Linked DNA regions of Mus musculus: all the other regions are linked to region 3. A link is a contact called in public HiChIP or PLAC-seq and promoter capture Hi-C data. All regions are on one chromosome and are shown on one strand. The core of a region is the stretch at or near the end of the contact, and the rest is flanking DNA. Distances in the headings are between cores, read along the strand shown.

Region 1 (4,007 bases), core at 954-3,453, 2.4 Mb after region 3:
TTTGAGGATCAATATTTATAGGGATGGCTGGAGCATGGGGCTGTCTTGGATCATCTTTTCTACTGTGGCCTGTGAAGAACCATGGGAGTGAGCCTAGAAGTGACGTTAGAGTACTCCCAACCCAGCCTTCAGATGATGGCAGCATCCTGTAGGTCTTACTCAGAACCTCCCAGCTTCCTGACTCACAGACAGCATTTTCGGGTGCTAAATTCTGAAGTGATTTCTTACACAGCAGTAAGGAAATAATTCAATTTCCTTCAGAGAACTGAGAATTAACCTTAGTTCCCATTCTACATCCATTCAAAATCAATGTCTCTGCTAATAATAAGAAAAAAATTATCATTCAGGCATTCAATGATCACTCTTTGAATGTCAAACATAAGGGAGGGTTTGCAAGCTGCCTATGTTTTCACATAATCTTAAAATCTATAAAAAGCAATGACCACAGAGGTACCAGTGTGAACGCAAGAACATATTTTGAGCTGTTCAATGTATCCATTTCATTAGTTTAGGCTTTATAAATCCCTATCACTTCCCGGTCATTCTGAGAGCTTAGGCCCAGCAAGTCACACTCTCCCATAGGAAATGTTACCTCCCACATGCCTTTCCCATCTAAGAGAAGAAGTAAAGTTAAGTCTCCCAATTCCACTCATTCCATTAATACTACGGAAAGGAAGAATTCATTTACTATTTTAATAGGAGGAAGAGACCCTGATCTCAAGTGCTAAGAACAATTGGAATGTCTGCAACTCGTGACTAAGTGGCAGCAGGAGCGCAGATACAATCGCTGCTCAAAATCCTGGTCACAGCTGAAATGGAGATGGGGGCGGGGAGGGGGGAGATGCAGTCTCTTCCTCCTCCCCACGGGACTTTGCTGTCTCTCAAAGCAGCAGGAGAGTATAGCAAAACGACCAAGAGCCTCCCTCTGCACAAAGAAGGTCAAAGGGCGAGCTTGCTTTCCGTCAACCACAAAACCAGCCACTGCCAAACCTAATCAATGTGGTTCGCTATAAGAGGTGAATGAAGCCCTAGACAGAAAACCAGAGACTCTCCTCTAGCCGCCGCTGAGGTCGGAGTCAGGTGACTCCTGGGGCAAACAGCAAACCTAAACAAAGATCACTCCCCACATGACCGACTGGGGAGAAGATGAGCAAGGCTGCTCAGACCCACCCCGGAAAACCATTAGCCATTAACTCTTGCTTTTTTTTTTTGCAGTCCGGGGAAACTGGAGGCGCCAACAAGTTATTCCTATTCTGCAGCTCCTCTTCAAGGAATGCACCTAGAGGGGTGAGGGACCTCATTCTCGGGACACAGAGGCGAAGTACCGCAGCACACGCCCCGGGTCCCCACATGCTTGCTGCAACCCGAACCCCTCCCCACCAGCTGTCACCCGCGCTCGGGGCCACTCTCAGCCAGGGAAAACACATGCCCTCTGGCCGCTTAGCCTGCAGCTGCGACCCCGCGGGGGCAGTGAGAGGACAGGCTTTGGCCAAGGGCTGTTGGGGCCAAAGCACGCCTAACCTCCGGGAAAGGGGCGCCAGGATGAGCGCGGCCCAGTGTCAGGGGTGGTCCTGGATCCATCCTCCTCCCGCTCCGCCCCAGGAGTCCCCAGCCCCAAGCGCCCCACCTTGTCACCGAAGCTGCGGGCCATCAGTAGGTCCGGGCTGGGCGTGCTGTCGCCTCCCACGGCCTCCTCGCTGCTGGAGCCGGCTAGCGGGTGCGGCATGTCGCGCAAGGACTGGGGCCCCGTGGACGGCAGGGCCTTGGGGGGCCCGCCCGCCATGGCGCGCAGCGCTCGGGACCCGGGCCGCCGCTTACTCCCGCAGCTCTCCGCCCCACTCGGCCCGAGGCCCTGCACTAGCTGGTGGTGGCAGCCTCCGCCCGATGCTTCTCCTGCCCGCGAGGCTGAGCTTTCCCGAGCGTTACACCACAGCTCCGTGGGCTAAGCCGCGCCAAACCCCAGCACCTCCGACCCTGCGCCCTGCTAGCAGCGCCACGCCGCCCACGGCTCTCAGCCCCGCCCCCGCGGAGCCTCTGCCCGCCGGGAGGGAGGGCGGGACGCAGGGTGGGGCGGAGCTTGAAGGAGGAGGCGGCCCGCCCCGCCCACCTCCCGGCAGGAAGTGCGCCCACTGGCAGCTTCGCTGGGGGCTCAGAAAGCATCAGTGTGAGTTAGGATCTTCCAGCCACACTGCACACGCAGAAAGAAATAAAAATGTGGAGCGTGTCTTAGTATCGTAAAGGGTTACGTGGCTCAGAGGAACTAGAGAACATCCAGTAGAAAAACTAGAAGGACATTTAAAGAGGCAGTGTGGTATGTCTTCAACTCCACACTGAAGTCCCCATACCGACTGGCTTCTGCAGCTAAGCGGGGTTTATGTAAGGCGAAACCTCAGAAGCATGAGCATCCGTAAATAGCGTGTGCTACAAATGATTTACGGTCCTGACGTGCACACTTAGCCAACCAGGTCTGCAAGAACCGTGAGGTCCTAGTTGTTTTTCACGCATTGATGGTTCCTATACTGGCCTCGGGCCGAACTGAATTCTCCAGAGCTTTTATTCGCTGCCATGGTGGAGATAGACTGGGCTTTACTTCCAGCTCTTTAAAGTATATCATTGTCCCCTTTTCCACTTACCTGTCACTGGCGCTTCAGTCTCGAAGGTCAAGTTAGAGGGTCATCTGCCCATCTAGCAAACACGTAAATACTGTGTGGGGCTCACTGTGAAGAAAGACATTTTTTCCAGTCCTTGAACTTCTTAGGTTTGTCCAGTTTTCCTGTTAAAAAATGGTGACAGGTTTTAACATTGGGATTCACAAAGGTCTCTCTCTATCTGTCACACTTTCTCTAAAAACAAAACATGTAGAATGCAGAATTGAAACCAACCCAAAATAACTACCAGAGTCTCATTTAACTTCAGTGGCCCCCTTCTGACGTAGTCCAAAGAGTTGAGCCCTTAGTACAGTATCCATTGTCTTTTATCTCCTCCAGAGCAGTCTGCCTTGGTTGGGAAAATAATATTGAAAGGGCACTAAACAGCAATTTTAAATGCTGTATCTGCCTCATGGGAGTGCTAGGGTCTGATCTCCTGAGTTGGGCAAAATTGTCACTTCATTTATATCTAGGAGCTGCCTAAAACTATTGCATACCCTATTATCTTCATTAAAGTAAACAATACAAATATAACTAGAAACGACTGATCTATAGATATCTGGCAGATCTTCTTCTTGAATATTGTTATTTATTTAAACAATTAGGCCACCTCAACATAATGGTGCTCTTAAGATTTCACAGAAGTAGGGCTGAAGAGATGGCTCAGTGGTTAAGAGTATTGACTACTCTTATAGAGGTTCTGAGTTCAATTCCCAGCAACCACATGGTGGCTCACAACCATCTGTGATGGGATCTGATGCCCTCTTCTGATGTGTCTGAAGACAGCGACAGTGTACAGTGTACTCATATAAATAAAATTTTTAAAACAACACTGCTTTTATACAGAACCTAGATTTGACAATGAGGTGAAGTGAAAGAACCAACTCCTCAAACGTTGTCCCTCTAACCCCTCACATGTGCACACAATAAAATAAAACTGTCTCCCAGCCTGCCAGGTAGGGAGAGGGACGCAGAGGGCCATCCATGAGACACTGTGGGACTCCCAGGCTTGAGGCCTTTGCTCAGTGTTAGGAGCTCCTCAAATGTTAACTCCCTTCCTTTGCCCTCAGGTTTTTCTCTCCTATTCTTATGAAACGACAACCACAGAATATCCTTAATTATATGATGCATTCCAAACTCCATGTCCTTAGTTTGAGTCAGAATGAAACTGTTTCATGTCTCCCCACAGAGGATGGGGAGGAAGAGGAGGAGAGAGGAGAAAGAAAGAAAGAAAGAAAGAAAGAAAGAAAGAAAGAAAGAAAGAAAGAAAGAAAGAAAGCAAGCGACAGAGAGAGAGAAGGAATGACGGAAGGAAGGAAGGAAGGAAGGAAGGAAGGAAGGAAGGAAGGAAGGAAGGAA
Region 2 (4,034 bases), core at 523-3,022, 2.8 Mb after region 3:
CCACCAGAAGAGTTCCAAGGAGCTGTCAAAGTCTCTGGCCACTGGGCTGCAGGGCTGTAATGGCTCCTATAAGGAGCTGATGGTCCAAAAACCCAGAGCCCTTTCAGGAGTTGCAGTCCCAGTAGGAACTGCCTACTGCTCCCTCATACTGCTGTTGGAAGAAGAGGGTTGCAACAGTTGCAAAATGCTGGGGTTTGCTGGTGGTTAAAGTCCAGAGGAACAAGCCTCCAGCCTGAATGCCTAGTCATGTCTCTGGCTTGTAAAGCATGAAGCAATAGGCCCCTAGTTATCACCGTCCCTTAGTCCAGCCCACAGGCTCTCTAGACCTATGACCTAGAGGGCACCAAAGCCAGAAAAGCCTCTCTGCTTGTCTCAGAGTTTTTTGTTTGTTATTTTGAGACAGGCTCTCCCTACGTAGTTCTGGCTATCCTGGAACTTGTAGTGTAGATCAAGGTGCTTGGAACTCACATCCTTCTGCTTCTGCCTCCTGACTGCTGGGCTTAAAGGCATGCACTGCCATTGTGGTCTCAGGATTTCTTTCTATTCAGGTAAAGGACCCCAGACAGACAGACAGACAGACAGCTCTGATTGATAATATTGTCATCGGGGTTATTTAAGTTAACGTATACTCTTATAAAGCCACAAACAAACCTAGTCAGTAGGACATTCATAAAAGTACACTTTTGAATTGAATAATCCACGGAAAGTGGGTTAGATAGCATTTACTCCCATGCATGCTGAAAGAGACACCCAGTAATTTTCCTTCCCATGTCCAAGTCTTGGATAGTTGTTTTTTCATGCATCATGTTTTTTTTTAAAGTATATATACATATTTATTTTGCAGAAGGGCATGAGAAGTAGAGATAAAGGTTGTTTTAAAAATGTCTTGAACAGTGGATTTGTGCAATGACCTGTGAGGGTTCCTGGAGACTGGTTTTGCCCAAACACCTAGAGACATGTTCACACTTTCATGGTGCTCTACTACTTCCCAAAGCAGGCTTCTTTCTTTGTTGGACAGAAATAATCTTCAAGAAAACTTGTTACAAGAGACTAGGAAGTTTATTTTAACGGTTTCTTCCTAAGGCAGCCCAAGTTCAGCCCTTATATGGGTGTATTTGCCTGCCTTAGAGGTAGGGCTAGTTCACCGGTGAGAAAGCAAATGAGGGTACCTGCTGAAGTGGGGAGTGCCCCCTGCACTTGGGCGGGCCCCACAGACAAAACTGATCTTCCTTCCTCAGCCTCCCTCAACCCCAATTCCTAACTCACGTTAACCCTCTGCTCCCCAGTCTCCCACCACAGTCCACCCAAAGCATAGATCTAAGCGACATTCACAGTTTCTCCTTGATCTAATATTGTCCTTTCTCTAATATTGCACTAATCTTAAGACGTGGTGGACTCTGTCCCTGAACACTCCATTTCTGATTCTCTCCAAAATTCAGAGGATCACCTGCCCCTTCCCGGATCCCCTCACGCCCTGATGCTGACCCTACTCTCAGAGCAGAGTTCTTTAACTCTGCCATATATTTCTCTAACCTTTTGTCCCCACCTTAAAACGGTCCCTCGGTTTCTAGAATACACGGTTGTCCTGTCTTCCATGTCTTTCTCACCACGTGTCTCTCCCCGTTCGATTCCTAACGTGCCAAGGAGGGCGTCGTCCAGCAAGTAGCTGGAACTTTTGTTTTGTCACCTGTTCCAGCATGTGCACCCCGGGTGAACTGGCCCATGACTAGTTTCCTCTCCTTTCTTTCCCTCCGCGCGGGCGGCCACCACCTCCCAACTCTCTGACCCGTCCAGTCAGAGACCCTTTCCTGTGGCTACTGCACTTCTCTGGTCTCCACAAGTCACACTTGCACTGCGATGTTTCCCCCCTAGCACAGTCCGCTTTCTCCCCGTGGCTCAGCTCGCGCGCAGCCGGTGCACCAGGCGCACCTAGATCCGGGGACCTGGGACCCTGCTCCCCGCCGGGACCGGCGCAACCCGGCGCCGGAAGCCTCTGCGCCGCCCCTTCCTCGCGCCTCTGGCCTTATCTCCTTGCACAGGGGCCTCCGGGGAGTGGCGGGCGCCGGGAGGGAGCCAGCGGCATGGGCCGGGGTCCCCGGGGCACGCGCCGCTCTCCAGGATGCGGGTTGCAGCGGCTGCTGCGGCTCGTGCTGCTGCTCAGCCTAGCCCGCGGCGTCAGCGGAGAGCCTGGCACGGAAGGTGAGTGCAGGGTACTCGGCGCGCAGGACGCTTCGCGCTCCGGATCTGGAGGCGCAGAGTCGGGGCGTGGAAGGATCATGGAGGCGGAGCGGCGAGAAGCACGCCAGACTGCCCGCCCCGGGGACTGTGGGGTGTGTAGTGGAGGCGGCCCTGCTCCAACTCGCGTCTCCCGGAGTGGGTGGGGGTGGGGTGGGGACTGGACTCGGGTGGGGGTTTGGGGGACCGGTGCGCCGCGTGGAGGATGTGGGAGGGCGAGCCGCTGGTTCTACAGCTTCCAGTCTCCCTGGCTTTTGCAGGACAAATTCCTGACCTGTAGTGGCTCTCCCACCACCACCTGTCCCTTTCCTTATTTTTCACTTCCACGAAGAACTAAATGTTAAGAATGTAAAGAAGAATAAGGAAGTTTATAGGAAGAGTTTATCCTTTAGTTCATTCATCCATTCGTTTATTTAGTCTGTTTATCCATGCATTTGTGTATCCATCCATCCATCCATCCATCCATCCATCCATCCATCCATCCATCCATCCGTAGAAAGTCCTTTAATATCTTCCCTGGGTCAGATGTAACCGTGCAATGTTGGCGTTCTAGTGGTTCATAGTCCCAAGGAGAGAGGCAGGCAAATAGTCTGTGTTTTAGACAAATTGGGACCAGTGAGCGTGGTGGGATTTACCTGACACGGAGGATTCAAACAGGAAAATGAGGCGAAGTCTGCCCACATAATAGCAGAACGTGTCAAGTGCTCTGAGAAGGTGTACTGGTCAGAGGAGAGGACAACTGTGTTTTACTGGGCAGCCATTATGCATGAGACAAGCTGAGCGGTTCCTTGGATTTCGGAAAAGGGGAGGGGTGCCCCATTCCATAGTAAGAGGTCTTTAGAAATGTGTGTAAAAAGGAATCCAATGTGTGAGATAGGTAGAAAGATTGCCTGCCGTGAGTTCCAGGCCAGTCTGAGCTACATAGTGAGTTCCAGAGTAGTTTAATCTACAGTGTGAAACACTGTGATCAAACAAACAAAACGAAAAGCCCAACAGAGTAATGGATGGATTTCAGACTGGGGATAGCGTGGGAAAGCAGGACGCAGAATACAGAAGGGGCTAGAGATGAGAAAACAGACTGGATTTGGCAAGAGGGAGTCAGTCTCATCTTGACTGGCAGAGAGAGCATGGTGTTTGGGTTTAACTGTTCCTTCCTGGTGAGAAGCCACCAGGAGCCATTGTAGGACACTGAGGGAGTGATGGCAAACAGTACATACATACAAGGACACCCAGTCTCTCTCTGGCATCTCCTTAATAAAGCCAAGCACTGAGCTCCAGAGTGGTGGTGGTTCATGCTTAATCCTAGAATTTGGGACACGGAGGAGGGAGGCACCATGAGTTTGGGATTAGTCTGGACCATAGAGTGGGTTGTCTCAAAAACAAACATTTGCAAAACCAAACAGGCTCTAGAAGTGGAAAAGAAACGAGATGAGTGGGCTTAGTGGAGCAGATTCCTGCCCTCCCAAATTCTCTTATCCTGCTACTTTGTTGTTGTTTGGGTTTTTTCCTGAGACAAGGTTTCTCTGTGTAGCTCTGGCTTTCTTTGTAGACCAGGCTGACCTTGAACTCAGATATCTCCCTGCCTCTGCCTCCCCAGTGTAGGGATTATTGGTTGCCTAGTGAATTTTACCATTACTTTGGGTATTTGATGTCTCAGCTTTCTAGAATGGCTCCCCTCCACCTCTGACATCTGGTACTTCAGTAGGCTTTCTTCCTTCCCCCTTGGGTCTCTGTCTTAGGGTTTCTACTGTGATAAAACAGCACAGCCAGAAACAATTTGGGGAGGAAAGAGTTTATTT
Region 3 (3,860 bases), core at 1,321-3,820:
AGTCAAGGAACCATGATGTTTCTGCAGTAGCCTATGAACCTTTTGTGACCACTTGGTCCTTGTGACCTACTACTACCTGCCATCCTTTCAGATGGCATGGATGGGGTTTATAGCACTCCATTACAGTTTAGTGATGCGGTTCAACCTGACTTACAGAGATGCCTTTCACCTGGTCAGGCATAGAACAGAGAATTATCATTAACTGATTTGTACACACCACACATTTCATACATGTGCTAATACAAACATGTCCCTACAATGTTACTTTTAATAGTTTGTGTGTTTTCAGACACCAATGTAAAAATATGAATTTTCTATGCCAGCCCTTGCTCTGAATAATGACTTTGTATTTATAAAAGCTTCAGGCATGATAGCTGGACAGATTCTGAACTATTCTAACCTGACAATGCTGGCCTGGCCTATTCCTTCATTTGTGTGCTGACTCATTCTCTCTCTCTCTCTCCCCCCCTCTCTCCTTCCCTCCCTCTCTCCCTCCCCCCCCCCCCCCCCAGCTCTGAAGTCCCACTTTTTGCTCTCTTGCCTGGCTATAGGCTCATCAGCTCTTTATTTAACCAATCAGGAGGTAATGGAAAACTGTTTTACAAAATACTGAGTCCTAAGTCCAGACTGCAACTAGATCTCTGGGCACAGAAATCAGCACTTGAACAAACCAATGAAGTCAAAGCAGCTGGCTGCAGGTGGTCTAGCCTCTCAGACTGCCTCAGTAAGGCATGCTCTTTCCTGGACAGCAAACGAAACAACCAACTCTCCCAGGACTTGGCCAACATCCCAATTTTCATCCAAAGATGCCATTGCCATCAGACAGCAAGAAACACAATGCCCTCATTCCCAAGAGGTGGGGTAGGTAGTTATTGGTATTTCGGTGGATTTAGGGTGCTGCCTACAGGTTGCTATTGGTAGTGGTCAGGGAAGAAACAAAGCAAAGTTTAGATTTGAGGATCTCTCTTCCCCTCACCCCTCGCTCCTCATTTATCATTTCTCTCCTGGAGGGGAGGGGGGAAGGCAGGGTGGGGGGGTTGCGGGGGGAGGAAGGTGAGAAAGGTTAAAGAAAGTGTTGGAGGTTGGTCTGGTGCTATGTATACAAACTCTAAGTTCCTTGCTTTTTTGCTTCTGCAGTTCTGTTTCTGGCTAACTGTTCTTGTTAGCTGAAATATGTCAACCCAGAACATGTTTTTTTGTACTTAAAAGCACATCCCGAGGAAGGCTCAGTGTTACACTGGGATCCCAAACACCCAGGGAAGTCACTGGCTAGCTTTTCTGTTGGCTTGAACCCATGTCTGAGCAGTCTTCTCTGGTGGATACCCCATTACCAGAGGCTCAAGAACTGGAGGTGAAACTAAGGGAGACAAGCAGACGGGGTGGGGGTGGGGGCGGGGGCGGGGGCGGCATGCAAAACAGGTTTGTTTGTTTTTAATTTGGGCTTTGGGCTTTAGCTCAGTACAGAGTAGTTAGTTGCCTAGTAAGCACAAGGCCCTAGGTTCTGTTTTCAGAAGGGGACTTCAGGAAAAACAGCAACAGCTTAAAATGTTAGTGCCTGTGAGAAGGCTCGGAGTGTAAATAGCAACCATTGTGGTAGGTAAGTCTGGAGAACGGAGTGAAGTCCCTGGATCCCCATAAAGAGAGAACTAACTCTTATATTTATACTCTGGCCCCCACAAATCAGTTCTGTTCTTTCTCCCGCTGTACATTGAATAAAGCTATAAAAACCCTTATTTTATTTTGCCCTTTTGAGACAAGTGCTTTGGATAGCTCACGCTAACCTCAAGTTCACTCTATATAACAAGGCTAGTCTTGAAAACACTGCCCCTGCTTCCTGCGTAATGGGATTGCAGGCAGTCTCCTCACTGGATCCATTTTCCAATAGGGGTGTTGAGTCAATCAATGAGAAACCACGCATTTGCAGTAATCTCACCATCTCTGCCCTACTGCGAATCCAAACTGAGGAGGGGGATGAAGGTTGTGTAGTCCTGTTCTTCATCCTGCACATGGATTGTACATATTTACATATCAAAAATTCTACATAAAAACTGTTGAGTAAACGCAATGAGCTTGTTAAGTAGTGCACTGAGAAGTCATTTTAACAGCTGTGCAGTTCTGAGGAAATGTCTTCACCAGTGCTGGGCTCTCACCAGGAGTGCCGTGTTCGCTGTCGGCCTCTTCCCTCCCCTCTCCATTATAACAGTAATCCAAAGAATTTTTGCTATGTCTTAGCGATAAATGTCTTCTCTCTGTAAGTCAACGTTACTAGTCTAGACCAGCTTTTCTGGTTTCTTTCTCTTTCTGGATTCCTCATCCTGCTTCCCGGGTTTCCCCGGCAACCGCAACTGGAAAACCCTTTGGAAAAGTAATTCCGAATTCTGTAACAGAACCCCCGAGGCGAGGCCTCCCCGCGCCTCCCGAATTTAGGTCTGGGGTGCGTGTCCCGCGCAGCAGCTCCTCTGAGCACTTCCTGCCTGGGACACGTCGCAGCTCCGGGAACCAGGACTCACGAATCGCCAGCCCTGCCGGCACAGTGATCCCAGAGGCGCCCGCGCCTCCGTTGTACGGCGGGGTCCATGCCAAGATGGCCGCGCCCACAAGCAATCTCCGCAGGTCTCCGCCATCGAAGCCCCCGGACCCTCTGAAGCGGTGCCCGGGGTGGCCGCCATATCGGCCTCTGACTCCATCGAGGACCTGACAAAGCCAGAGGCGCTGGATCGGAGGAGTGCGGACAAAGCCAGGCGTCCGGAGGAGATGGCTACATCCGAGCCTGCGGAAAGCGATGCGGTGAGGGCGGTAAGGGCTTGGGGTTGGTTTGGTTGTCGGTGATTGGAGGGTGACTGGAGTCCTAGTGGACGAGATTTGAGAATCTGTGGCGTTGTTGTTGAATAGTCTTTTGGGAAGGCCGGTGTTCTAAGGGACCAAGGTATTGGGGTATTATGGGCATATGGAGTATTAAGTGCCCGTGATATTGGGGGCATATGGAGTTGGGGATTGCTGTAACTTTCGGAAATCAGTATTTTGACGGATCTGTCTAGGTAAGTGATGCTTGGGAGCGGGGAGGCATCTGTAATAGTCACAGTGACTGAGTCTGGGTCTGGAAAGCTAGCAAGATCTGAAATGAGGGCTTTGTGATGTATTACAGACGGGAAGCCCTACAAGGATTAGAATTTGAACTGCTTGGGAGCTGGTGTTTTAGGTAACTGGGGATTACAGGCTGCACTGTGGGAGGGGCAGTATTGAGATTTGGAGAACTGGTTCATTTGGAATATGTGGGGATTAGAATTTGAGCCCTTGGGGTCAGTAATGGTGGCATTTCTGGAAGTCTAATAAGCAATGTCTTTAAGAGTCCTCGTTTTGTGTGCTATGACTGGCAGTGAGGGGGGAACCTGGAGGCTAATGAGCAGATGACAGTTGGTGGAATACAAGAAGTCTTATATTGAAGTGCCTATTTGGATGGCAGATTGTCATCTAGGGAGAAAGGGTATCAGTAGTCCTAACTGTCCCTTTAGTGATGGGGTTCTTGGTAGGAATTAATAATAATTATTATGATTCTGTGACTAGGACTCTGAGGCCAAGGCTTTGTGAGTTTTCAGGGTTTTATGATAGAAGGTTCTGTAAGGTCACTGGAGTTGAGTGGAGGTTAGTGACTGTTCTGTGAAGAATGGTAATTGGGAACTTCTATGTAGAGGAGGTTTAGGAAGGTTAGTGACTGAGGGATATTTGAGTGTCAATGGTTAGAAAATTGTAAAACAGAGTATAAGATGAACACCTATTTTATGCCAGAGAATTTTAAGTAGCAACATATAGGGCCAGTCTCTTTTTAAAAATAATTTATTTAATTTTATCGTATGTGCATT
Region 4 (3,867 bases), core at 815-3,314, 2.6 Mb after region 3:
AGAGGCTGGAAAGGTTTAGGCCAGAGTGGACCAGAGCTACACACTAAGCTCTGTCCCTTTGTATAGTTTAAATCCATTTACCCAATCTAGACCGGAAGTCACAACAAAACCTGATCAACTATGGTAGAGGAAACTGCTTCTAGATATTCTAGATATCAAGTGTGTATAAATGTATATAGTCTGATAACTTATAAAAATTCGGTATACAATATCATTAATCTAATGTAACTGGGGCAAGAATCTAGGGTAAATTTTCCTCTCACAAAAAAGTCACTATTTTAAGCATATTAAATTCTTTTATGAAAAAAATAGGGTACTTGAATAAAAGTACATTGAATTGTATTTTTTCTTAAAATTTTAACAACTTAATAGAAATTTAAGGAGCTTTCATACCATAGTATTTTTCCCTTCAAATTTAGATTTTCTTTTTAAAGGAATCTTCCATTTTCTCCAAATGGCTGTTTAGTGCTCCTCAAAACTATTAAAAACAAAAACCATTTCCCGGTAACAGTCAGACTTATGTATGTCAATATGAATTCTCACAGTAGACAAAAATAAAGTTTCTAAAAGTGAGGAACAAACAGATTAACATAGTGCATAACCCAATACCTACATAGAAACGTGAGTCTGTGAAATGAATTTTATGAATGCTTAATGTACTTCATTTATTATTTGATCATTTATGAACACATAGCAACTGTTCACGAAGTAAGCCAGCTAATCAAATAAGAAAAAACAGAGCTACTACCTTCCACCTTTCAAAACACTATATCTAACGTACAACAACCCTACCCTTGGTTTGTACGCATGTAAGGAATAAATGTATCATGTAAAATAAGGAAATACCGCTGGGAAAAATCACTTCTAACATCACGTTCTCTTCATATGCTATGAAAAAAAAAAAAATCTCCTATCTTAAAACGGAAAACAAAGGTTTTAGCCTGCATGGAAAGACTATCATTGTTTTACTCTCTAATGCAAGCCCTACCATAAAAGCTGTCACTACATGACACTCCAATTAACTGTTTAGTAGGTAGACTACTCTATCGGTGATAATCCTAAGGACCACAAGAAAAAACTTTACTCCACAACTTCAAAACAATTTCTTTAAAAATATTAAAAAAAAAAAAAATCAGCCATGTTCGATTTTCTCCATTTAAGTCACTGCCTGACCTTTAACATTTTAAATTAAAGTCAGCCGTAAGAAAACCACAAACATTTTTTGTTTGTCTGTTTGTTTGTTTGTTTGTTTCATCTGATGTGTTTGTTGCTGGTCAGCTCAACCTCCTCTCTCCAGGACACTAGGTTTCTTGATCTATTTGATAACAAACCCAAATCACTGTGCGCAGCCTCAGATTGGGGGGAGCTTTTGGGAGAAAGCCCTCCTCCGTTAGAAACAATAAATAAGGGAGCAAAGCGCCGCACGTTCCTTTACACGCCCCACACGCACCTCCCGGTACCTCCGGACAACCAAGCTAGTCCGGCAGAGCCCCGAGGTGTCTCAGACTCTGCAACTAGCTAGGCAGACCGTTCCTCCTCCGTCCCGCCCTCCTGCCCAGCTCGGGGGACGCCGGCGCACCGACAGTCCCCGCCAAGACGCCGCCGGCCGCGAACCGGTGCGCGCCCCGCTCTGCGCCCGCAGACCCCTCCGCCCCTAGCGCCCTCCCGCCTCGCTGGCCCGGAGCAGACAAAAGGAAGGTTCTGAGGGTCACGGCGCGGCCGCCCACACACAAAGAGGCCCCGCGCCCGCGTGCTCCCCAGCCCCGCGCGGGCTCTCACCCACCTGCAGGTGTCTGTGCGTCTGTCCATAGGAACGCGGGCGGTGGGGCCTGCGGGAGCCCGGCGGCCCGAGCTGGACGGGGAGGGACGGCGGGACGGAGGGCGGCAGCACCACAGCCGGAGGCCCCGGGGCCGGAGTCGGTGAACCGGGAAGGGCGCCCCACGGGCTGCGCGGCGGGTGACGGCGGTGGTGCGATGAGAGGGGGGGGCGCAGGCGCCAGCCTGGCTCGGCCACCGGCGCGCGCCGCTCCGTGCGCCCCGGGCTCCGCGCGCCCGGCTTGGAGCGCGGGGGCGGGGCCGCGCGGGGCGGGGCCGGAGAGGGGCGGGGCGGGGGCTCGGACCCCAGCTTCAGCCGGCACCGGAAGCGCTCCTCAGGCGGCGGGACCTACAGGAAGTGTGTAGCGACGCCCGCGGAAGGCGCTCGACCCGCGGCGCTCGCTGCCCTGAGGGGGCGCGGGCCAAGCTCCTGTCAGCGACGCGAGCAGCCCGGAGCCGGCCGAGCTCGGCCCCCGTCGCTCCGACAGGTACAGAACCCACGCACGGTCTGTGCCACTTTCCACGCGTGTCCGCTGTCCTGGCCTCCGCGCACTTCAGCCTAAACACTTGAAGTAAGCAGAGCTTGATCGCGTTAGAGGTGTGTGACACCTCAGACAGAGTTGTGCCGGGTGGCCTGGGACCCGCAGTGTACTTACTCCATAGTGTCCTAATGTCCCACCGCATCGCATCCACACACACATCTAATAAACTGGAGTTCCCAGGGAAAAAAATAAAGAATAGTGCAAGGTGTTAAAGATTCTACACGCCTTAATAATTTATTTATTGCCTACCCATCAAACTTAATACCCTCATGACCTTAGGAAACTCTTTAATATGTCTTTTTTAGCAGTGGCTAAAAAAGTGGTTAAGAGCACTGGCTGCTCTTCCAGAACACCAAGTTGATTCCCGGCAGTATCTCACAACAGTCTGGAGTTCAGTCCCCGCGGTACGACAGAGCGGTGCAGACGTACATGCTGGCAAAACGACCACTAATAATAATAGTAGTAGTAATAGTAAAAAGAAGGAAGAAATGTATTGTCAGCTGACCTCTAGCTTCCACTGATTCAAAAGCTACAAATCTCATCAGTACCTGAAACTTGTAAATTTGGCCCACTTTGCTGTAATCCACCAACCTGCAGGCCTTGCCATTTGGTAATTGCCTTGATTTTATGACTTCCTTTTTTCTGTAAATAATAATAATAATAATAATAAAAGCTAATGTAACTACTTCCACAGTGGAGCATGTCTTCCAGGGTAATCTGAATCCATGTTGCTGGCCATCATTTGTATTTGGCTCAAGAGTAGACTCACTGAGCTCAGAGCTGTACTTTGGCATCTACACATTCATCCCACCCCAGGAGTGGGGCCGTTGTAACAGCTAAAACTCTCAGAGGTGCTCTGATACACAAGGCACTAAAAGCTACCTACACAGCATGGCACCACTGAGACAAGGCTGTGTGTTTAAAAACCCCTTTCATAGCACCTCCCAGATATGTCTGTGCCAAGCACTTAGTAAGTTGTTAATTCAGTTAGTCCTAGGAACGCTACAAAACTGGTGCTACTAACATTACTATTCTATAGAAAATTTGATACAAAATGTAATTTTTTTTATGTGTGTGGGGGTTGTTCTGCTTGCATGGATATCTCTGTGCCAGAGATGCCCTCGGTGCCTTCCCAGGCCAGTAGAGGGTGTCAAATGTCCTGGAACTGTAATTCCAGATGGGTGTGAGCTCCCTCCCGGGTGTTGGGAATCAAACCCAGGTCCTCTGGAAGAGCAACTACTGAGCCATCTCTCCAGCCTCACATTTTCAGGTACCTACTGAGAAGTGATATTGCAGTTCATAAGATGGTTGTAGTTTTAGTTTTCAGAAACTGAGGCTTAGAGAAACTAAGAAATCTTGAGAACATAGTTTGTTATTGGAGCTCAGAGTCATCCACTGCTTCCAGGCTCCCTTTTCTCCTCACAGCACTGAGCCCTTTCCAAACCATGTCTAATGGTAGAAAGTCAGACTTAGAAATAACCTGATTAGCCTTAGGTACTATCCACATCTT
Region 5 (3,736 bases), core at 1,095-3,594, 2.4 Mb after region 3:
AATTTATCTTTCTGCTGATCATGTTCCCCCTTTTTAGTCATACTGAACTGGTCAGGGAACTACGAATTGTTTTAGAGGAACTTTCTTCCACTCCTTAAACAATGTTCTTTTAGAATGCCCACTATTTTAATGTGTTATTATTTTAACTACTGTGTAGGCAGTTATAATAGTAAGATGTATGTATTCACGAGGTCATGATCAGGGGAGTAAACATTTTCAGCTGTTAACCCTTTTATTTCCCCCGTTTGGGAATTAAAGAGATTCCTGTGCCCTGGTTCTTGCACTGACTACTTGCGCAACAGGAAAAAAAAAATTCTCCTAAGAATAGAGATCTTATTTATTTTTTAAGTCAGCCTCGGCCTCACCAGGACCTTTTAACTGAAAGAATTTGTTAGGATTTTAAAGCTTGAATAAAGCTGTGTTTTCCCAGCAGATCACAGAAGAGACTCAAACTTTATTACCAACATGCTTTATATTTTCATTAGTTACTGGAACTGGATGTGAAGGCTCAGGCCTGTAAGTGCCAGCATTCAGGAAGTTGAGACAGGAGTTTTCCCATCTGCAGCCTGGGCTACAAAGTGAGTTCAAGGACAGCCTCTGTGTATCAAAACCCTGTCTCAACGGGGGTGGGGTGGGGTGGGGAATCACAATGAGCTGGTTCCAGAGGAATCCCTAATACTTTGACCCTTTAATGCAGTTCCTCACGTTGTGGTGACTCCAGACATAAGATTATTTTCTCTGCTGTTTCATAACTGTAATTTTGCTTCTGTTATGAATCATAGTGTAAATATCTGATATGAAGGATACCTTATATGTTATCCCTGTACACAAGTTGAAAACTGCTATTCTAGGGCAAAGACAATATTCAGAAGTTAAGAATTTGGTAGAGTTTTGGGGTTTTAGCTCAGCTCATTGCTGGATACAATGTAGTAACACCTCTGCTTCCCATATACAAATCACAGGAAGGCATAAACTAATGTAGAGCAAGCACCTAGCACGTGGAAAACATGCAACAATTTTTTTTTTCTGTGAACTAAGTAAATCTTTGGTATTGAACTTACTGTTTCAGTCCTGGACTGTGCATTGTAAACATTAGCAAACATCAATTATTATTTTAGAAATAAGGTTTAAGTAGTCAATACTGACCTTAAACTTGCTATGTTCCTTGTTCAAGCTACATACCTTGGACAAAAGATCCTCTTCCCACTAAATTCCCAAGGCTGGATTAAGAAGTATACACTACCATGCCCAATTTTATGTGGTGTGAGGTATCAAATTCAGGGCCTCCTGTGTCCTAGACAAGGACTCTACCAATTTAGCTACATCTCCAACATCCCAAATATTAATTAAGAGCACAGGTGCAAGTTGTGGAGAGTGGTTGATAATCACAGAACAAATACACCTTAAAACATATTTATGTCTTTTGCATTTCTGTTTATTTGTTTGTTTGTTTGCAAATAGGGTTTCTCTGGGTAGCCCTGGCTGTCCTGGAACTCGCTTTGAAGGTTGGCCTTGAATTCATAGAGCTATGCCTGGCTCTGCCCCCCCCCCCCCCCCCCCACGCCACCACCGCCTGGCAAACGCTTTTACGTCTTAAGGTAAACGTCTGGATTTAGCGTGAGGCTATGCAGCATAGGGTAACTTCCAGTAGCATCTTGGTGTGGCGTTCACTCTTTTGTTTGTTTGCTTTTGAGTCGGGGGTTTCTCTGTGTAATCCTGACTGTCCTGGAGTTTGCTATGCAGACCTGGATGGCCTCAAACTTCGAGAGATCCGAGATCCGTCTCTGCCTCCAAGAGTGCTGGGATCAAAAGCATGCCTCACTGCTCTCAGCCGACACTTTCATTTTTAAAATTCAGATTATGCACACTAGTGAAAACTTGTACCTATTTAGTGCTCACCTTGTGTATAATTATTGACTCAGACGGTAAACAACAAAAATATTCCTGGGATGGTTGTTAAAACCTGAAAGTGTGCTCAACCTCCCTCTGAAGCTCTACTGAAGTGGATTAACATCAGGGTTAAATAAATCCTGACAGACAGACAGACAGACAGACAGACAGACAGACAGACAGACAGCTAATCTCCTGCAAACCTGAAGGGGAAAAAAAAAGAATCAATTTAGGTGCTAGGGACCCTGCTCTATTCCTGCCAATCAGCGTTTGGCTCCGCCCCCAATTGTACGGCCTGCATCTCCCGTGAGCCTCTTCGACTGTCATTCTTCGGAAGGGAAACCCTTTCCGGCCGAAGAAACGCTTAAACTACGAATCACTTGGGGTAGCGTCCGTTGCGTCCAGTCGATAGGCGGGACTTCCGCTTCCAGGGGGCCCGTCAGTCAGGAGGCGGAAGTTGGTGCCGGCGGGAAGGTTGTAGCGCGGTGCATTGCTGCACTCTCGCCGGGTTCTGCGTGGGCGCGCCCCCCTGCACGGCTGCGACCGGACAGCGAGCTTTCTCCAGGCTCCTCGCATTCCGGGTAAGTAAAAAGGACTGGTGACGCCAAGAGAAGGGTGGCCCGAACGCTGGCCACGGGGCAGCGGCCTCGCGCGGCATAGTGTGCGAGGGTTTCTCACTTCCCGTTGGGTTTCGCCCACCCCGCGCGCGGGCGGGGACTCCTGGGTCACCCTGACCCTTTCTCAGGGTGGCCTTGATAGCCTTCGGTACGAGCTCGGCTTCGCCCATGCCGTGCTCCAGCCCCAGCCGTGGGAGACGCGAGTCCTTTCCACCCGGCATCTGCTTAGAGCTCGTGTCTTCGCTCAACAATAGTTCTCTACTTCCGCAATCCCGTTCGCGCCTTGTTTTGTTTTGAGTCAGGGTCGGGCTGTGTAGCCCTGGTTGGCCGGGTACTCGGGGTTCTTCTGCCTCATCTTCCAGAGGGCTGGAATTACCGCTATGCGCGGTCACGTTTTTAAAGAGCACATTTGTTAAATTAGTTTTCCTTCCCCCGCCCCCTCCATCCCCAATCCCGTGTGATTACTTGAATGAAACTCAAGGGTCGAGGAGTTTGTCTTGTGATTCCGGCGTGGCCAAATGCAAAACTTTTATTTCTAAACTTAGAGATGAGCAGGCTTGGGGTTGGAGAGGTGGCTCAGCCGGTAAGAGCACTTGCCCAAGCATTAGGGTCTGTGTTGGAATCTCCCGGCATCCATGGCCGAAGACAGACACCTGCACCCCAGAGCTGAGGGAAGGCAGAGACGGAGGATCGGTGAGGGTGGCAGCCTAGCTCCGGGCTCAGTGAGAGACCCTGTTTTCAAGGGAAGAAGGTAGAGAGTGATAGCACAAGGCATCTGATGCCTTTTCCTGCCCTGCTCACACATGCACCACACACACAAAGGAACCAGGAGTCCAGGTTTCCTTACTAGTTTTGTGACTGTTGGCCTCCACGTACATAAAAATGCTCATTAAAAAACATTTTTGGGGACACATCTTACACAATATATGGCGCAGAGTAGATACTTGTTAGGTTGGTTGGTTCTTTCTTTCCTTCTTTCTTTCACCAGCACAGCAAATGCTGGAATTTGTTTTTTAAATGAACGGAGAGTGCTTTTTATAGAATTTTATTTTTCTTCCTAGCACTGATTATGTGGATACTTTACAAAAGGTTGATATATTTGGTAAATACATCTTGATGATGTAAATTAAAAGTTATGCTAAATGTTGGTATTAACAACTTAAGTCCTAGAAAAAAAAAATGTTCATTTAATGAAGTGCATGAGGAATTTGCAGAGCTAAATTTCTGAT
Region 6 (3,769 bases), core at 51-2,550, 2.3 Mb after region 3:
TATTCCATCCTTACCTCTGGGAATCTATCACTAATGCTTCTCTGATGGACTTAGGATGCCTACAGGGTTCGGCAAAGTCTGCTGTTGCTCAGCGGGTTATTTGGTCCCTTGCATATGAAATGTGCAGAGAAACAACCTCAGATACAGGGAGACACCAAGGTCAGGCTACAATGGGAAGAGACAGATGCAAGTGTGGGAGTTTAGAGATGGTGGTTCATCCACAACAGGCATGCTGGAGACACTGGACCTCGTTGGTTTTAGACTCTCAAATACGAGCATGGAGGTAAACTGTAATTGAGTGTCTGCCACATGCTGGACGTTCTGGTAACTTGCATGTGCATTGTACTTTATCTTTGCAATTACCCTGCAAAGATGATTAGTACTTACAAACGAAGAAAGAGAGGCTGCGCAGGTGCCTCCCCTAACACACAGCCAGCCAGAAGAGGCCTTGACTTCACATGGGGAGGACATTCTACCTGTCGCCAACAGTGTATGACCCCTGTTCTCCTAAGCTGGTTGGGTGGGGACAATCCAGACTGATGATTCCATCAGTTAAATACTTAGTTTGGTACTCCAAGACTGGTCAGCTTGGGAGGAATTTTTAAACTTCTGTGAATGATGGTTTCAGTCATAAAATTCTCTCTATCACACTACCTGCCGTGACCCTCGGAGTCCTGAGTCCTGCAATCCTGACTAGACGTGAAGGGAGAAAGGAGAGACACACAGACACACACACAGCAAAGCTCGGATCAGGAGGGTGTGTGTTCATTGTGATTGAGGGCTCATACTGCCAGCAACATGGAACCTCAGTGAGTTTATTAGGAATAGCATAGGGGGAGGGGTTGCTAGTATCTGAAGATCTCCTGCTACAAACATCTAGGAGGAAGCAGCAGTTCTAGTCTTCGAACACCCTGATCAATTATTCACAAACACTCATACTCAAACCCTAAGGAAAGCTTTGCTGTCCCCCATGCCTGGCACATAGGATGAAATGCATCTATGGGTTGGAGGCTTCGGGGTCCTTGGAATGGGTCAACAATGCACATACACTCAGGACTTTGGCTCACTCAGGGCTCCTCTGATACCTACACCGCTTGGCAGGATGAAGAGTTAAATTTAATGAGCTGGCAACTGCTAAGCACAGAGCTAATCCAGTTCAGAAGTAGTAGGGACTCCAGAGAAAAGGTGTGGAAGAGTAGTGGGCGGCTTTCTCCCCCAGCTCCCTTTAGTAAACCAGGCCGAGTGCGGGCACATCTGCTCAGAGCAGCAGCCACAACCACCTAAGCCTCAAGACAGCAGGGGCCAAGGACTGTTCTGTGTGGATTGCCCTGGTGCAGTTTGTATTTTGATGCTAATTATGCTTCCACAAGAGGTGATCTCAGGTGAAACGTCTCCCCATTTTAACAGGCCAAACAAAGATTAGAGCCCGTGATTGAGCAGAGGAAGGAAAAGGTGGGGCTGGGAGTTTTAGAGAGGGTAAAGGAGGAGGGGGAGACAAGGAGATGGAGGAGAGAGAGGAGGACAAGGAAGAAGAGATGGAAGGAAGATGGAACAGAACCACGTGGTCTGGAGGAACCGCAAGTAGCAAGGGATTTCATGGCTGGGGAAGAGAGCAGTGTAGTGGTAGATCTGCCCAATCTAGGCGTGCAGCTTATAAACATTATGACTGAGTTGTGTGCTGTTTGTACTTATTTGGGCTTATTGGGATTGGAGATTTAGCTCAACAGTCCTAGGGCCACAATCTAGGAGAGAGGCCTATCTCTAGCATCGTCCTACAGGGTTCTGTTCTGTTCCCAACAGCTGAATTTCAAGGCCAAGCTATTTCAACTAAAACTGGGCCATTGCTTAACTGTAAGTTTAGGCTACAAAAGGACATCAGGACTTATTGCTAGAAATGACTCCAAATTAGATACATAAGGAATGGACCTTGATTTTAGGAGTTGGCTCTTTTATCCTCTCCTTGTGTGTGTGTGTGTGTGTGTGTGTGTTAATGGGAATGCTAACTCTGAGGTCCACAAAGAATGTTTTAAAGTTCAACATTAACAACAAGTATTAGTGTGGTCTGGGGAAATGACTCAGCAGTTCAGAGCACCTGACTGCTTCTAGAGGTCCTGAGTTCAGCTCATGGTGACTCACAACCATCTGTAATGGGACCTAATTCCTTCTTCTGGTGTGTCTGATGTTTGTCAGCTTCAACAGATGACTGGAGGGGCCCACAGCATAGTGAGAGTGAAGACACCTTTATGTAAAACCACAAGGTAACATGAAGTAACCCCAAAGGCTCCATTAACTGGGGGTGCCCACATGCTGGTATCACCGGGAAGCAGCTGCCCAGTCACAGAGCCACTTCCTCCAGCAGGAGGAGGCCTAGGAGAGTGGGTGTCTGAGCTTTGAAACTCAGCACAGTCTGCCAGGGAACTGGGGTAGCTCACATGAGGCAGGTTAGGGATGGGACGTGGGGGATCTGGAAGACACCGGTGGTAGTTTGTATATGCTTAGCTCAGGGAGTGGCACTATTTGGAGGTGTGGCCTTGTTGGAGTAGGTGTGTCACTGTGGATATGGGCTTTAAGACCCTCATCCTAGCTGCCTGGAAGCCAGTCTTCCCCTAGCAGCCTTCAGATGAAGTACAGAACTCTTAGCTCCTGCACCACGCCTGCCTGGACACTGCCATGTTCCCGCCTTGATGATAATGGACTGAACCTCTGAACTGGTAAGCCAGCCCCAATTACATGTTGTCCTTATAAGAGTTGCCCTGGTCGTGGTGTCTGCTCACAGCAGTAAATCCCTAAGTAAGGCAATGCCCGTGAAAGGCCGTAGCTCCTGGGAAGCACAGTGGCATGTGTTCACCTTCTCATAATACTGGATATTCTTGTCAGCCAAGCCCACGAGCAGCTGCCGGAAGTCGTGCCGCTTGTTGCTCTGCCACCTCTCCATATCAGCCTTCAGGTCAGCGTTGAAGCACTCCATCCTATCCTGGCACTTCTCCACATCTGCTGGCACCTGGAAGGAAGACATATCCTTGGCTCCAAAGTGTGACTGGGTTCTCCTCCTCCACAAACACTGTTCTCAATTAGAATGTCAGAGGCTCCCTGGAAAGCAGGCCCTGGAAGGGTTTGTAAAAGGCACTGTCCTGCCCCAAGAATCATCTGACCCAACCGAGCAGAGCAGACACATGGGGGAACCATTCCTTCGTGTCAGAGTAAGGCGGTGTGGAGCCCCTTTAGGATTTACTCAGCCATGCTGACAAACAGCCCTGGGCACAGTGTCGCCTTGTGTCAGAACTAGAGGAGAAGGGGTTCCTGTTCTGGTCACATGAGCTAGCCCAATACTTATGATGTCTGATAACACCTTACCTTATTTATCTGAGTGAATTGAATAAGGAGTTTACCAGCCAGGTCCTCTGAACTCCCCATCACACATAAACGGGGCACCATTCTGCACTCTGGGTGGCAGTTAACCACAGAGCTCAAGAACAAAGGAAAAAAAATCCCTGAAGGGTATTAAAGTTTTGAAGCATAATATAGCAAGTGGCTTCAGGTTTTTCTTATGGTTTAGAAAGGACATGTGTCCCTGAGTTTTGTGACCGTCCCTTTGCTGTGGTAAGGTACATTCATCTCACATGGCTAGGGAGGGTCTCCTGGTCATGCTGGTTCTCCTAAGCCAGGTTTTCTGTCATAGCTCAAGTGTTCCGTGCCAGAGGCAAATGGTGCTTAAACCTTGAAAGTTTTAAGTCCCCAGACCACTGAGCCCAAATGTCCCCAAGCTACA

The links. Promoter capture Hi-C pulls out the DNA fragments that hold promoters and counts their contacts. HiChIP or PLAC-seq counts read pairs in DNA pulled down with a chosen protein or histone mark.
Region 1: a promoter capture Hi-C map of embryonic stem cells shows a contact between it and region 3, with 6 times the contacts expected there. The contact joins the promoter of Snx30 here to the promoter of Zfp37 in region 3. A contact is called at or near these places in 3 of 39 promoter capture datasets (cranial neural crest, embryonic stem cells and hippocampal neurons), 4 of 115 datasets of contacts at active chromatin or transcription factors (astrocytes, differentiating embryonic stem cells and embryonic stem cells) and 1 of 9 other capture datasets (embryonic stem cells).
Region 2: a contact with region 3 is called in an H3K27ac HiChIP or PLAC-seq map of embryonic stem cells, with 13 times the contacts expected there. The contact joins the promoter of Susd1 here to the promoter of Zfp37 in region 3. A contact is called at or near these places in 1 of 39 promoter capture datasets (embryonic stem cells) and 1 of 115 datasets of contacts at active chromatin or transcription factors (embryonic stem cells).
Region 4: an H3K27ac HiChIP or PLAC-seq map of embryonic stem cells shows a contact between it and region 3, with 6 times the contacts expected there. The contact joins the promoter of E130308A19Rik here to the promoter of Zfp37 in region 3. A contact is called at or near these places in 1 of 39 promoter capture datasets (cranial neural crest) and 2 of 115 datasets of contacts at active chromatin or transcription factors (both in embryonic stem cells).
Region 5: a contact with region 3 is called in an H3K4me3 HiChIP or PLAC-seq map of stem cell-derived neural progenitor cells, with 9 times the contacts expected there. The contact joins the promoter of Inip here to the promoter of Zfp37 in region 3. A contact is called at or near these places in 3 of 39 promoter capture datasets (cranial neural crest, embryonic stem cells and liver) and 7 of 115 datasets of contacts at active chromatin or transcription factors (astrocytes, embryonic stem cells, stem cell-derived neural progenitor cells and 1 more).
Region 6: a contact with region 3 is called in an H3K27ac HiChIP or PLAC-seq map of embryonic stem cells, with 9 times the contacts expected there. The contact joins the enhancer-like site here to the promoter of Zfp37 in region 3. A contact is called at or near these places in 7 of 39 promoter capture datasets (the 3T3-L1 cell line, cranial neural crest, embryonic stem cells and 4 more) and 4 of 115 datasets of contacts at active chromatin or transcription factors (differentiating embryonic stem cells, embryonic stem cells and stem cell-derived neural progenitor cells).

Annotation. Positions count from the first base shown.
Region 1 is chr4:59,803,846-59,807,852 of GRCm38.p6, reverse strand. It overlaps Snx30 (sorting nexin family member 30), which reads right to left and starts at 2,203. Exons shown (of 9, transcript NM_172468.2): 1 at 1,628-2,203. The coding sequence starts at 1,783.
Region 2 is chr4:59,436,371-59,440,404 of GRCm38.p6, reverse strand. Susd1 (sushi domain containing 1) reads left to right here and starts at 1,772. Exons shown (of 17, transcript NM_001163288.2): 1 at 1,772-2,199. The coding sequence starts at 2,082.
Region 3 is chr4:62,207,256-62,211,115 of GRCm38.p6, reverse strand. It overlaps Zfp37 (zinc finger protein 37), which reads left to right and starts at 2,570. Exons shown (of 4, transcript NM_001290351.1): 1 at 2,570-2,787. The coding sequence starts at 2,755. Gm30451 (a long non-coding RNA gene) reads right to left here and starts at 2,192. Exons shown (of 2, transcript XR_390634.1): 1 at 2,151-2,192; 2 at 1,714-2,000.
Region 4 is chr4:59,624,408-59,628,274 of GRCm38.p6, reverse strand. E130308A19Rik (RIKEN cDNA E130308A19 gene) reads right to left here and starts at 2,064. Exons shown (of 4, transcript NM_001015681.2): 1 at 1,784-2,064.
Region 5 is chr4:59,782,463-59,786,198 of GRCm38.p6, reverse strand. It overlaps Inip (INTS3 and NABP interacting protein), which reads left to right and starts at 2,344. Exons shown (of 5, transcript NM_001013577.1): 1 at 2,344-2,471.
Region 6 is chr4:59,893,757-59,897,525 of GRCm38.p6, reverse strand. It overlaps Snx30 (sorting nexin family member 30), which reads right to left. Exons shown (of 9, transcript NM_172468.2): 8 at 2,849-3,001. Among named protein-coding and RNA genes, the nearest start is that of Slc46a2, 19 kb to the left of the region's middle. Within about 2 kb of position 1,300, at least 81 of the 459 cell types and tissues checked have an H3K27ac peak or open chromatin away from gene starts, as enhancers often do. A contact at or near this core is called in differentiating embryonic stem cells and embryonic stem cells, where this site is marked.